Linked DNA regions of Mus musculus: all the other regions are linked to region 3. Evidence: chromatin contacts called from public HiChIP or PLAC-seq data. All regions are on one chromosome and are shown on one strand. Each heading gives the region's core, a stretch centred on a gene start, on an enhancer-like site or on the middle of the called end of the contact. The rest is flanking DNA. Distances are from core to core; before and after follow the strand shown.

Region 1 (3,450 bases), core at 918-3,417, 380 kb before region 3:
ACCTGGAGGTGAGGGACCATCGTGGGTGAACTTGAAGCATCTTCAGAAAGAACATTTTTGCTTTGGGGAATTTTACTTCTGTTTTGTATGTGAACTTGATATTTTAAATTTAATATTTGAAAGATGACAGCTATGGTGTTACAGAGCTGTAATCCCTACACACGAGTCAAAGACAGGTTTTGTGAGTTTGTGTGTCTGTGTGACTGTCTTTGTGTGTCTGTGTATGGGACACGAAGCATCCTGTGCAAGCGCTCTGTCACTAAGCCACATCTCAGTCCTGAGCCATCACATAACAGGACCTGGACAATCAAGAGTAGCCACCTCACTCATCAGTTTGTCCATCCAACTATCCTTCCATCCATTCCTTCACCAACTCACTCACTTAGGACAAATTCACAGAAAGCCATAGCTTTAGGCACAGGCCATATTTTAAATCCCTGCTCTGCCAACGCAGCATATGTGGCCTTGGGCAAGTGGGCACCTCTAGCCTTCCACTCCATTGGCTCCCTCACCCATGAAAGGGCACCAGCTCTGCACAGCCCAGGCTGCATGCCAGTGAGTGGCAGGCCGAGGACCGAGTCCTAAAGACTGTACTTTCTCCCTTCATTGCCTCTGCTTGTTTATTTGCTGATGTCCCCAAGCCCTGCAGAGTCCCTGCTGACACCCTGCTCTGCTCCTGCCCGCCTCTGGCTACCTCTGTCCTCAGGGAGTACCCGCTTCATGTGAGGTCTAGTGGGTGGTGACCTTGTCCTGCTCTCTGCTCTTTCTAGTCGGCTATCTCTGAGTTTCCCAGAACTCACGTGTTGCCATGTTGGTAGTGAACCTCCTGTTGTCTTTTCTGCCTCTCCTTTTCACTGTCACAGGGCTTTCTGGGTCAGCCTTTAATCAAAGGGTTTGTGATGGAGGGATCAGGGGCTGAGGTCCAGGGTTCTCTTCAAGACTGTGACACCAGTTATTGCTTTTCCCTGTTCTAGTCAGACCTAAGATTCTGCTACCCCCCACCTGCCCACAGTGCCTCAGTCTGGGAATCAAACTCGTTAAACCTTTATGAAACCTTCAAAAGTATGGGCTAAAATAAACCCTTTTCTTTGTATAAGTTGATTTTGTTACAATAAATGAAAGCATATCAACATGGAGTTCAAGGTTCATGGATGGCTATTCCTGGTGACGCCTCCCTCCTACTGTCTTTCTATGTCTCACCTGCATGCACACAGGGAGAATGAGCTGGCAGGGTCTCTTCCTGAGAGGACTCCAGTCGCATTGTGACTGCACCCTGTGACTTCACTTGTTCATTGCTACCTCTTACATAAGCTGGATTGACAAATGCAATCACTTTGGGAGCTTGGAATTCAGCACTATATTTTGACAATGTAAGCCATCCAGTCTGTAAATTCTCCTAACATGTGGAACACTGTCATCTGTTTTTGTTTTGTTTTTCATTTGCTGGGGACAGAATCCAGGAACTGGGCTTGCATCTCCCCGGGCCTTGCCCTGTCATACTTTTTTTGTGTTGTATTCTTCAAAACTACTGTCTTACAGGTCTTGCACATCCGGTTTCTGCAGGTGCAGTTGGCAGCTTAGAATCCAGCCAGGGCTCAGGATTCTTGAATCAGCCAAGAGCCATAAGTGGGGGCACGGGATAGATTGTAGGAGCTGGTGTCCACTGAGGCTCACCACTGCTGGCTGAGTCTTCCAAGGCTGTATCTTGATAAGAGTGAGAGGATCACACATGTTGAAGGACAGAAGAACTTTCATGACACATACACAAGTGTTCAAAGGTGAAATATTCAGAAATGTCAGATTGAAAACTGAACAGGCAAATGTGTATCCTAAGGGAAGCTGGCCCTTGCAGTGTGCTACTGGAGGCTACTCCGTCGCCCAGCCCCGCCCCCGCCCGTGGCCCCGCCCGTGACCCCGCCCTACTCATGGTCCTGTTCCGGGGTCTAGCTTCTTCTTTCTTGGCCCCACCCCAAGCGGCACCGCCTCTGAGGCGTGTCATTGGGTCCTTCGGCACCCAGGGAGCATCCCTGCACACCCCACTGCTCGATCAGAGAGCTGTCCTGACTAAAAGGCTTTAAAAATTGGGTTTTTCAAGCGCCACCTCTGTGGATTGGCCCCGCCCACAACACTCGCCCAGCAACCCTCCCCTCCTGTGGCCCCGCCCCTCTGTCTGGACGCCTAGGCAGGGCGGGGCTGGCCCGCCTGCTGCCCTTCTCGCTTCCTCCCGCCGCAGGCCTCCACAGTGTCCAGCGCGCGCCTGGCCGCCTCGCTTTCGCCGCCGGCCGGGAGAGGACCGGTAAGCGCGGGCAGGAGCTGGACTGGGAGCCGGGGAAGCCAAGGGAAAGCGGAGCGTCAATGGCCCTCGGGATGGGGCGTGGGGCACAGGATCTGTCTTAGGCACACTGGGCGGGTCAGTTTGTGGCATCCTCGCTCCAAAGGTCTGCAGGGACCCGCCCCGCTGATCTCTCTCCCTCTGCCTGTGATGAACCCCAGAGCGCCTGACTCTAGGGGTTATGGTTAACTCCTTCAGCACCCCGAGATCATCCTTGACCACCCTAAGGCAGGCTCAGCGAGCTGTCCCTGCGCTCCAGGTTGTCAAGCTAGAGGTTGTTCAGACTTGAGAAGATCCCTCAGTCTACCAGATCCTTTCTATAAATCTTTTAAAACTCAGGTTTTCAAACTGCTTCTTCGCCACGGAGACCACTTAGAGACGCAGCCATTCCAACCTGACCCAGATATCTAGATGAGCTTGCTCTGCTTCCTGACGCTGGCTGGCCTCATGCTGGTACTATGGTAGCTTAAGAACCACGACTGTAAAGTAGTACAGAAGAGCCTGGAGTCAGGCCAAGTGCCCTGTAAGGAAAATATACTATAGAAGGGTATAGTGATCTCCCCTTATTGCAGGGAGTTACAAACATGTTCCCAAAGAGTGTCTGAATCCTGGAATGATATCCAGACATATAGATTGTTTTCCTAATATACATACCTATGGTAGAGCTTAACTTGTGAACTAGACACAGTAAAAGATGAACACCCCTAAGGTAGGGCAGGTGTAATCATATACTGTGATACAATTGTCACCATCACTATACTTGTGCCATTATTAAGTAGACTAAGCGTTGCTTGGCCAACAGCTCAGCCACCCTAACAACTGTTGAGAGGGTGACTAGCTGATGGGCAGCATCTGCAGCATAGATCCCTATGCCGAGGAGTGCTGCATGTTCTAGGAGGGACAGTGTAGTGTTAACTGAATCGGTCCACCATGCTGCTCAGAACTGAGCACAAAACCTACAAATTCTTTATTTCTAGAAATGTTCTCTTAATATTTTTGGTAGTAAGCAAAACCTCTGAAGGTACCCTAGGATAAAGGGTCTTACAGCGCTCCGTTCATACTCTGAGGTGGATGGTATTTTGCTCTCCCAAGGTCACACATCTGCGAAGAGGAGAAAC
Region 2 (3,460 bases), core at 575-3,074, 300 kb after region 3:
AGGCGGGGCCGCACAGGGAGGGGGGCATTATTTTGGCTGTACACCCCTCCCCTTCCCTCCCCAAATTGATGTTTGCGTCACCAGTTTGAAAAGCTCTCGAGGACAGGGCAGTGTAGCCGGAAGATCAAGTCCCTGGGCACTTGACCCAGAGGCATATTCCCAACCCACGTGGCTTTAGGGACCAGCTCTCCGCCCTTTTCCGTGCCCCGGGCCCTGGCATTTCCCGCTCTCCGTTCTGCAGTGATAAGCAGGGTGGGCGCCGTTGCCTGCTCGCGCCCACCGGGGCAGGATGTGGGCCTGGCGGGTGCGCAGCGTAGTCAGCGTGGCCACAGGTGGACACTCCCGGGTCCCTCTTCAGGGCCCACATATCCAGAGCGGGACAGCTGCTCACGGGGAGGCCGCGGTGAAGTCGGGCCGTTGACTCCGGGCTCTGACTTTCAGCCTGGCTTGGAGCCATGGGGCAGGCATGCCGGGACTCTCAGGAAGAGCCCGGACTCCAGCGGCAGGTGGCGAAGCTCAGCTGCTGAGTGCCAGTCCCTAGCGTGGCCAGCCGCCTTTGGCCAGTGCAGCTAGGGCGTGCGCCAAAGCCACCGCCGCTGAGGATGTTGGACGCCACCAGGAGGCGCTGCGAGCGTCGCGGATCGTCAGTGCGTGTGTCCGAGCGGTGGCTCTGGCAGAAAGCTATCCAGGCGCAGGGGCGCTAGGCGCTGGTCCGCGGAAAGCCGAGGCGCAGGTCCTAGAACTTTCTACCCGGAGATCACACACTCTGAGCCCTGCTGATTGCAGGTCTCTGCTCCAGATCGCAGGGCTGGTGCGCTAAGGGTTTCAGTAGAGAGCAGGGCTTAGACACTGCAGCCCACGGCCCTGTCCTGTCCCGCAGAATTCAGATCTCCGTTCTGCCTTTTCCCATCTGTGAGACATAGGCAAGTTCCTAGACTTCTTGGTGTCTGATTTTCCTGCCTTGTGAGATGAGATTGCTGCGAGTAGCGGGTTCACCGGGTTGCGACAGGAAACCTGGATCACTCCCAGATGTACACATGTTCCTGCCCATCACAGCACGGTTGACTAGTAGGTTGGGCGATGCGGGGCCTCAGCAGTGGAGACACAGAGAAGCAAGTCGCTGAGCACTGTGTCCTGGCAGGTGCTCGTGAGGACCAGACGGCATTTAGACTAAACTTTTCTCCTCCTGGCGAGACAAGAACAATGAGAGGCTCCCCCAGGTTGATTTGGGAGGCAAATTCAGTGCCAGACCACCCTCTTCCTCCCAGCAGAGACCGTCGCCCTTGGTCGTTGTGCTCTCGGTTGTCCTCCCGCGTCATACAGTCTACGCCCCTCGGAGGCTGCCCACTGGTGTGCAGACTGTAGTGGACAGCATCCCGCAGCGGGCGAATGCTTATAGTGCGGGGCTTGTTGCCTGACACATTAGAGGGCCTGCAGCCGAATCAGCTCAAGTTCGCTGACTAGAGGCATGTAGGGTGATGAAGAGGGCCCATTCCAAGCCTCTACCGCGAAGTACCTAGGCCAGGTTCACTTCTGCACAGGGACAATCAATACATCCACATCATGGCTAATGGGTAGGGCTGGGGGACGCTGTTGGAAAGAGATAAAGTCAGGGAAGACTGTCCTAGACAGATCTGCTAGGACAAAGAGTAGGAAGTGGCTTGCCTACAGGGAGTCAGTGGAAACTGAGAAGGACTCCAGGGCGGGGCTGTGCTCTCTCTCTTTACCCATACACTCTTGCCTTCTGACCACGTCTGTTCTGTTCGCGCAAATTTTTAGAGGCTCGAAGCCCCGTCAACCTTTCTGACCACACGAGGGCAGCAGAACGCAGCTGTGAGGAGGGACAGGTGGCACGCCCAGTAGGGGGCTCTTCCAGAAGGCAGGCTGAACTCCTCAGGGCTCCCTTCCAGTTCCTCTGTGCTCACGCTTGGGTCTGTACTCCCCCAAACCCGAGGTACAGCTCTCCGAACCTCGGTGCCTCCTCTTGGGAAATGGGAGCAATCAGATTTTCATCTTCGGGAACGGATTACTGAGTGCTTTAGTAGATTTGCTGTAAGGCTGTGGAAAACTCACCCACCCTGAGTCTGCTTCCCCGAGTGAAAAGGAGGAATGAGAATGGACCCATAATGTGGGATTTGGGGGCAAGATAAATGACTCAATGAGCAATGCCTTCCAGGTACCCAGTACGCTAAATTGTAGTTCTTGACAATTACAATTTGTGACTTGGGGCTGAGAGTGGAAAGAGACCCCCGTGTTCAGGTGTTCACGCCAAAAGCTTTCCAGGAGGAATGATTTATTCATTAGGGAAGAGGTGGTCAAGATCCTTTGGGACTGTCCATTTGACAGAAGGGACACTGGGGACCAGAGAGGCTGGCAGAGCCAGGCCTGGGATTCCCACCTGATTCCTGAAGGTCAGTTATCCTGCCTGGTTGCAGGACCTTTCCTTGATGGAGGGTTCTCAGGTTGTCCCTTGTTCTTGTTACTGAAGGCCCCTGAGTTAAGCTGTGAGAGAGGAGAGAGCTTCGAGTGCCCAGTCCTTGGAGGGGCATCCTCTTGGGGGCTTATGAGAACTTCTCATGGGAGCCAATTCTTTCAAGGTCCAGGACACTGATGTTTGTGGTGGGTGGGTGAGTCCAGAGGGTTGTAGTCCTATGGTGGGCAAGGGGTGTAGTGGGGGAGGGGTGTAGTGGGGGAGGGGTGCCCGCTTCTCCCTAGGAGTGAACCCCAGCTGTACATTTTGTGGAAGTATGTTCCTCTCTCCCCTCAAGCCCTTGAGCAATGCCCACAGCAGGATTGGAATAATCACCCTGAGGCTTGGACACCCCCTCCCTCTCCAGGGTTGCTTTCCTTGTGGTGAAGGTGCTACTTACAGTGAAAACAGCCATTGAAGCAAAACGCAAAAATAATGTCAGTTTCCACTTTTGACAAAAATGGGAAGGCAGGTGGCTTCTTGTCTGCGATAAGCGCATCTGCTTCTGCAGTAATTACTATCTGAGATAATTATGAAAAAGAATTTAAATACTCAGGGCATGCGCGGGGCCAGGACGGCGTTCTTTCTCCTTAGTCCTAATCTCTTCTGCAAGTCGGAGTCTTGTCCCGACCGACCAGGACAGCACTGGGCGGGCCGAGGTGCAGGGGTGGGATGGAGGAAGGGCCAGGCTGGGCAGCTGCCCCTCTCTCTACTTTCCCAGGCCTCACTGTCCTCATCTGCAAACCAGGATGGCTCCATGAGAGCCAGGTGAGGAGATAAAGCAGGTGAGTGGTGAGAAGCCCAGAATGTTGTGCACGGGCATAGCCTGGTCTCCGTGACCTAATCCTCTTCTTTGTCTTGGGGGAGCAAGGGAGCCTCTGAAACCCTCCCCCAGCTTTAGAACGCCTCAAATGGAGATGGAGCTCACTTCTGGGATACAGAAGTCACAGCAGCAGGTGTCCAGAGCCTACAGAAGAACAGTCCAGCCTT
Region 3 (3,051 bases), core at 289-2,788:
CTGCCCACTCATGAGAAAGCCTTAAAGGTCCTCCAGAAGAAGCCTAGGGAAGTTAGGGTGACAGGGGCATTGCAACATCAAAGCTGCTATGCTTTATTGATGGAAACAGAGCCCTTTCCATGCACAATACTTACTGACCAGTGAATTCTGCATAACTCTGAGTTATCAGCTCCATAGACTTGGTACACAAGAATTCCAACCATATCACTTGGCCACACTTAGCCTATAGTTGGGGAGATCTGGTCTGCAGACTAGCATGTGTCTATGCTGGGTGAACGTCTGCAAGCAGGAGATCCACTGAACTCAGATGGTCTCATAACTACATCAGTAGCTCGTACTCCCTTTCAGATAGGTCAGTTTCACCTTCTTTGATTCCAGTTTTTGACAAATTCCCAGTTTGTCTATGTTTGTTTCTCTGCTGGCTCAGTGGTAATTATTCCTGTTGACACCCAGACAAGCACAGAACTGTGTACTTCCCAAGTTAAGCCAAGTGTTGCTCTTCTATAAAAAAATAAAGTAGCACAAACAATCCAATCAGCTGTCAAAGCAATGTTATAGACAAAATAACTGACAGATAGTCATCCTGATGACACAACATATGGATGTTCCCAAATGCCTGCCTCCTGTGGCCAAGCGCTCACCACACCTCCCTCCCCATAGCGAAGCCCTGAGGTCTGAGGTTTCTGCAGGCACAGTGGCCTGTATCTGGTGTGAACACTCACGTCAAAAGCACCAGCAGCTCTCAACTGCAATTCACACACTGCACCACTCACTATTTCTCTCAGCGCCAGCTAGATAAAGAAGCATTCCCTGATTTACTTTCTGGGTTGTAAAATAATAATTTGCTTAGCTTGTCAGACGGCTGGGAGAGAGCTTCAGAAAAACACTCCCTCATCTTTCTGTGGACTCTACCATCTGCTGGAAAAATAAGAATGGCTCACCCTGATCCCTTACAGTTTAATACATTTTGTCCAACTAGGACAAGTGTCCCAAAGTGTGGTGCAGCTTGTTCCTGACAAAGGGACATCTTCTCAGCACTGGATCCAGCCTTTATCTCAGCTGGGAGAAGGAGAATATTATTTAGTGGAAATATAACCACAGGGTCTCCTGCCACCAGTTTCTCAGCCACAGTTACAGGTGAGGAGAAAAAAGGCCTTCCTATCCTCTTCCAGACCCCTAGTCTTTGCTCCTAGGGAGAAAGGAATCTGCGCATAAGAGCACTCTGCTTCCTAGCCCCTACACCCCAGTTTTGGTACTTTCTAACCACTTTGAAGAACACAACTCAAAGGCTCCTTGCCAGGACCATCATAGTGCTTTCTGTGTTATCTGCCTGCTGCCAATTAGGACAGTCCAGTTTCCTCTTGCCACCCCCTCTTCTACGGCCACCCTTGAGCATGCCCCTGAAATGAAGCACCACCATCATGGTTAATGTCACCACAAACCCAGAAAAGCACTTTGTTTGGTAAGTCAACAGACACTGAATGCCACTGAAAACCTCCCCCAGAGTGAGTCACCAACTCAGAGCTTCAGAAAAAACGTCCTCTCAGAGTGATGTGTGATGTGACAGCCCTTGAGGGCTGGAGCAGATGAGAAGGCGGAAGAGGCTGTTCCACTGGGCCTCTCCCCAGCCACTTGAGGCTGATGTTTACTTCTGCCAAGAAACTTCAGGAGATCAAAGGCTAAAAGGGGGTCACCTTCTTCTACCTTTTCCCCTTTACACAATCACCACCAAAAGCACTGCATTGGTGACAAGATTCAATGGGGCAGAAGGGATCCAAACATGCTGTGCACCTTCAAGCACTGGCCAGGAGCCAAAAAGAATCCTGAGAAGTGGTCTGATCATTCCACAGTGTGAAAGTCAGGCAGGAGGTGAGCAAGATCAGGAGCCAAACAGCGTGAGATCCAACACTGGCTGACGACCAGACAGAGCTTAAACAAGGCATGTGATCCCTCTAAGCCTAGGTTTCACATCTGTATAATGGGAGCCTGTCTTTGCCTGATAGGAGTGATGACACATAAGGTATGAGCACACAGCAAACCCTTAGGGGATATTGCCATGTTCTCTTAAACTTGGTTCAATACATTCATTCGCACCTGCGGTTTGATGATTCCAATACTTCTTGTCTTCCCTGGCTTACCCATTCAGGCTATATACTCTGAGCACCCACTAGGTACCCAAGCTCTAGTGAGGGAAATGTGGTTCTAGAAATGGATCATTAGAATGTAGCTGACTGCACACTGCATAAATGAGTGCTGATGTCAGGGGAAAATCAACGTCAATAACAACAGAAGCAAATAACTCCCAGATAGCAAAGGCACCATGAATGAATGGATTTCTTCCCTGTTTTAATCTTCTCCCCCAGTGCTGGGAATAAATAATGACTCTTGGTACTAGAGGTCAAGACATTCAAGAAAGCCCTCTGAGGAAGAGCTTAAAGTTTCTGGGATTGAAAGCTTCTAGCATGTCTAGGCATCTGTGCCTAGTGAGGTAATTATCAAGCTCACTCTTGTCTCAGGGAAAGCAATGGACCCCTGAAGCTCATCTATATAGTGAGAAGGGAGCTCCTAACTCAGGCTGCAGTGGCTACCAGCTACTTAGTAAAAGGTCAGTCAGGTCTTGCTCAACCAGCATGCTTGTCAGACCGGCTCTTCTCAGGGCCACTATATGCAAATAGGGAGGCCTGAGAATGTTGTTATCCTCTGCCCAAAGGTAGAAAGTAGAGGCCAATCCCCTAGCTCCATTTCCCCCCAAACTGTGGCCCTATTCTGCTCTGTCACCTCTGGAAACTCAGCTTAATAACAGCTGTTAGCTCCAGCAACCCTTTGCCACAGCTCCATATCCCCCACTGCACATCTCTTGCACCTAGCCTTTAAGTTTCCACCTCCTGCTTTGGCTCAGCTGATCTAAAGAATTGAGAAACTGACAGACATGGGAAGAATCTAGCCTGCATGAATTACCTACCAGGTGCCTATTGCGTCCCACCACCACCACCTCTGTGTGTGTGTGTGTGTGTGTGTGTGTGTGTGTGTGTGTGTGTGTGTGTTACCTTA

The links. HiChIP or PLAC-seq counts read pairs in DNA pulled down with a chosen protein or histone mark.
Region 1: a contact with region 3 is called in a FOXA1 HiChIP or PLAC-seq map of pancreatic cancer cells. The contact joins the promoter of Slc41a3 here to the enhancer-like site in region 3. A contact is called at or near these places in 6 of 39 promoter capture datasets (cranial neural crest, hematopoietic stem and progenitor cells, hippocampal neurons and 3 more), 3 of 484 Hi-C or Micro-C datasets (all in embryonic stem cells) and 1 of 115 datasets of contacts at active chromatin or transcription factors (pancreatic cancer cells).
Region 2: an HNF4G HiChIP or PLAC-seq map of pancreatic cancer cells shows a contact between it and region 3. The contact joins two enhancer-like sites. A contact is called at or near these places in 12 of 484 Hi-C or Micro-C datasets (the N1E-115 cell line, cerebellum, cerebral cortex and 6 more) and 4 of 115 datasets of contacts at active chromatin or transcription factors (astrocytes, embryonic forebrain, neural tube and 1 more).

The regions. Positions count from the first base shown.
Region 1 is chr6:90,602,713-90,606,162 of GRCm38.p6, forward strand. Slc41a3 (solute carrier family 41, member 3) reads left to right here and starts at 2,168. Exons shown (of 11, transcript NM_027868.2): 1 at 2,168-2,296.
Region 2 is chr6:91,284,992-91,288,451 of GRCm38.p6, forward strand. No RefSeq gene overlaps it. Among named protein-coding and RNA genes, the nearest start is that of Fbln2, 74 kb to the left of the region's middle. Within about 2 kb of position 1,825, at least 49 of the 459 cell types and tissues checked have an H3K27ac peak or open chromatin away from gene starts, as enhancers often do. A contact at or near this core is called in pancreatic cancer cells, where this site is marked.
Region 3 is chr6:90,982,778-90,985,828 of GRCm38.p6, forward strand. It overlaps a transcript of Iqsec1 not described here. Among named protein-coding and RNA genes, the nearest start is that of Gm38860, 26 kb to the right of the region's middle. Within about 2 kb of position 1,539, at least 27 of the 459 cell types and tissues checked have an H3K27ac peak or open chromatin away from gene starts, as enhancers often do. A contact at or near this core is called in hippocampal neurons and pancreatic cancer cells, where this site is marked.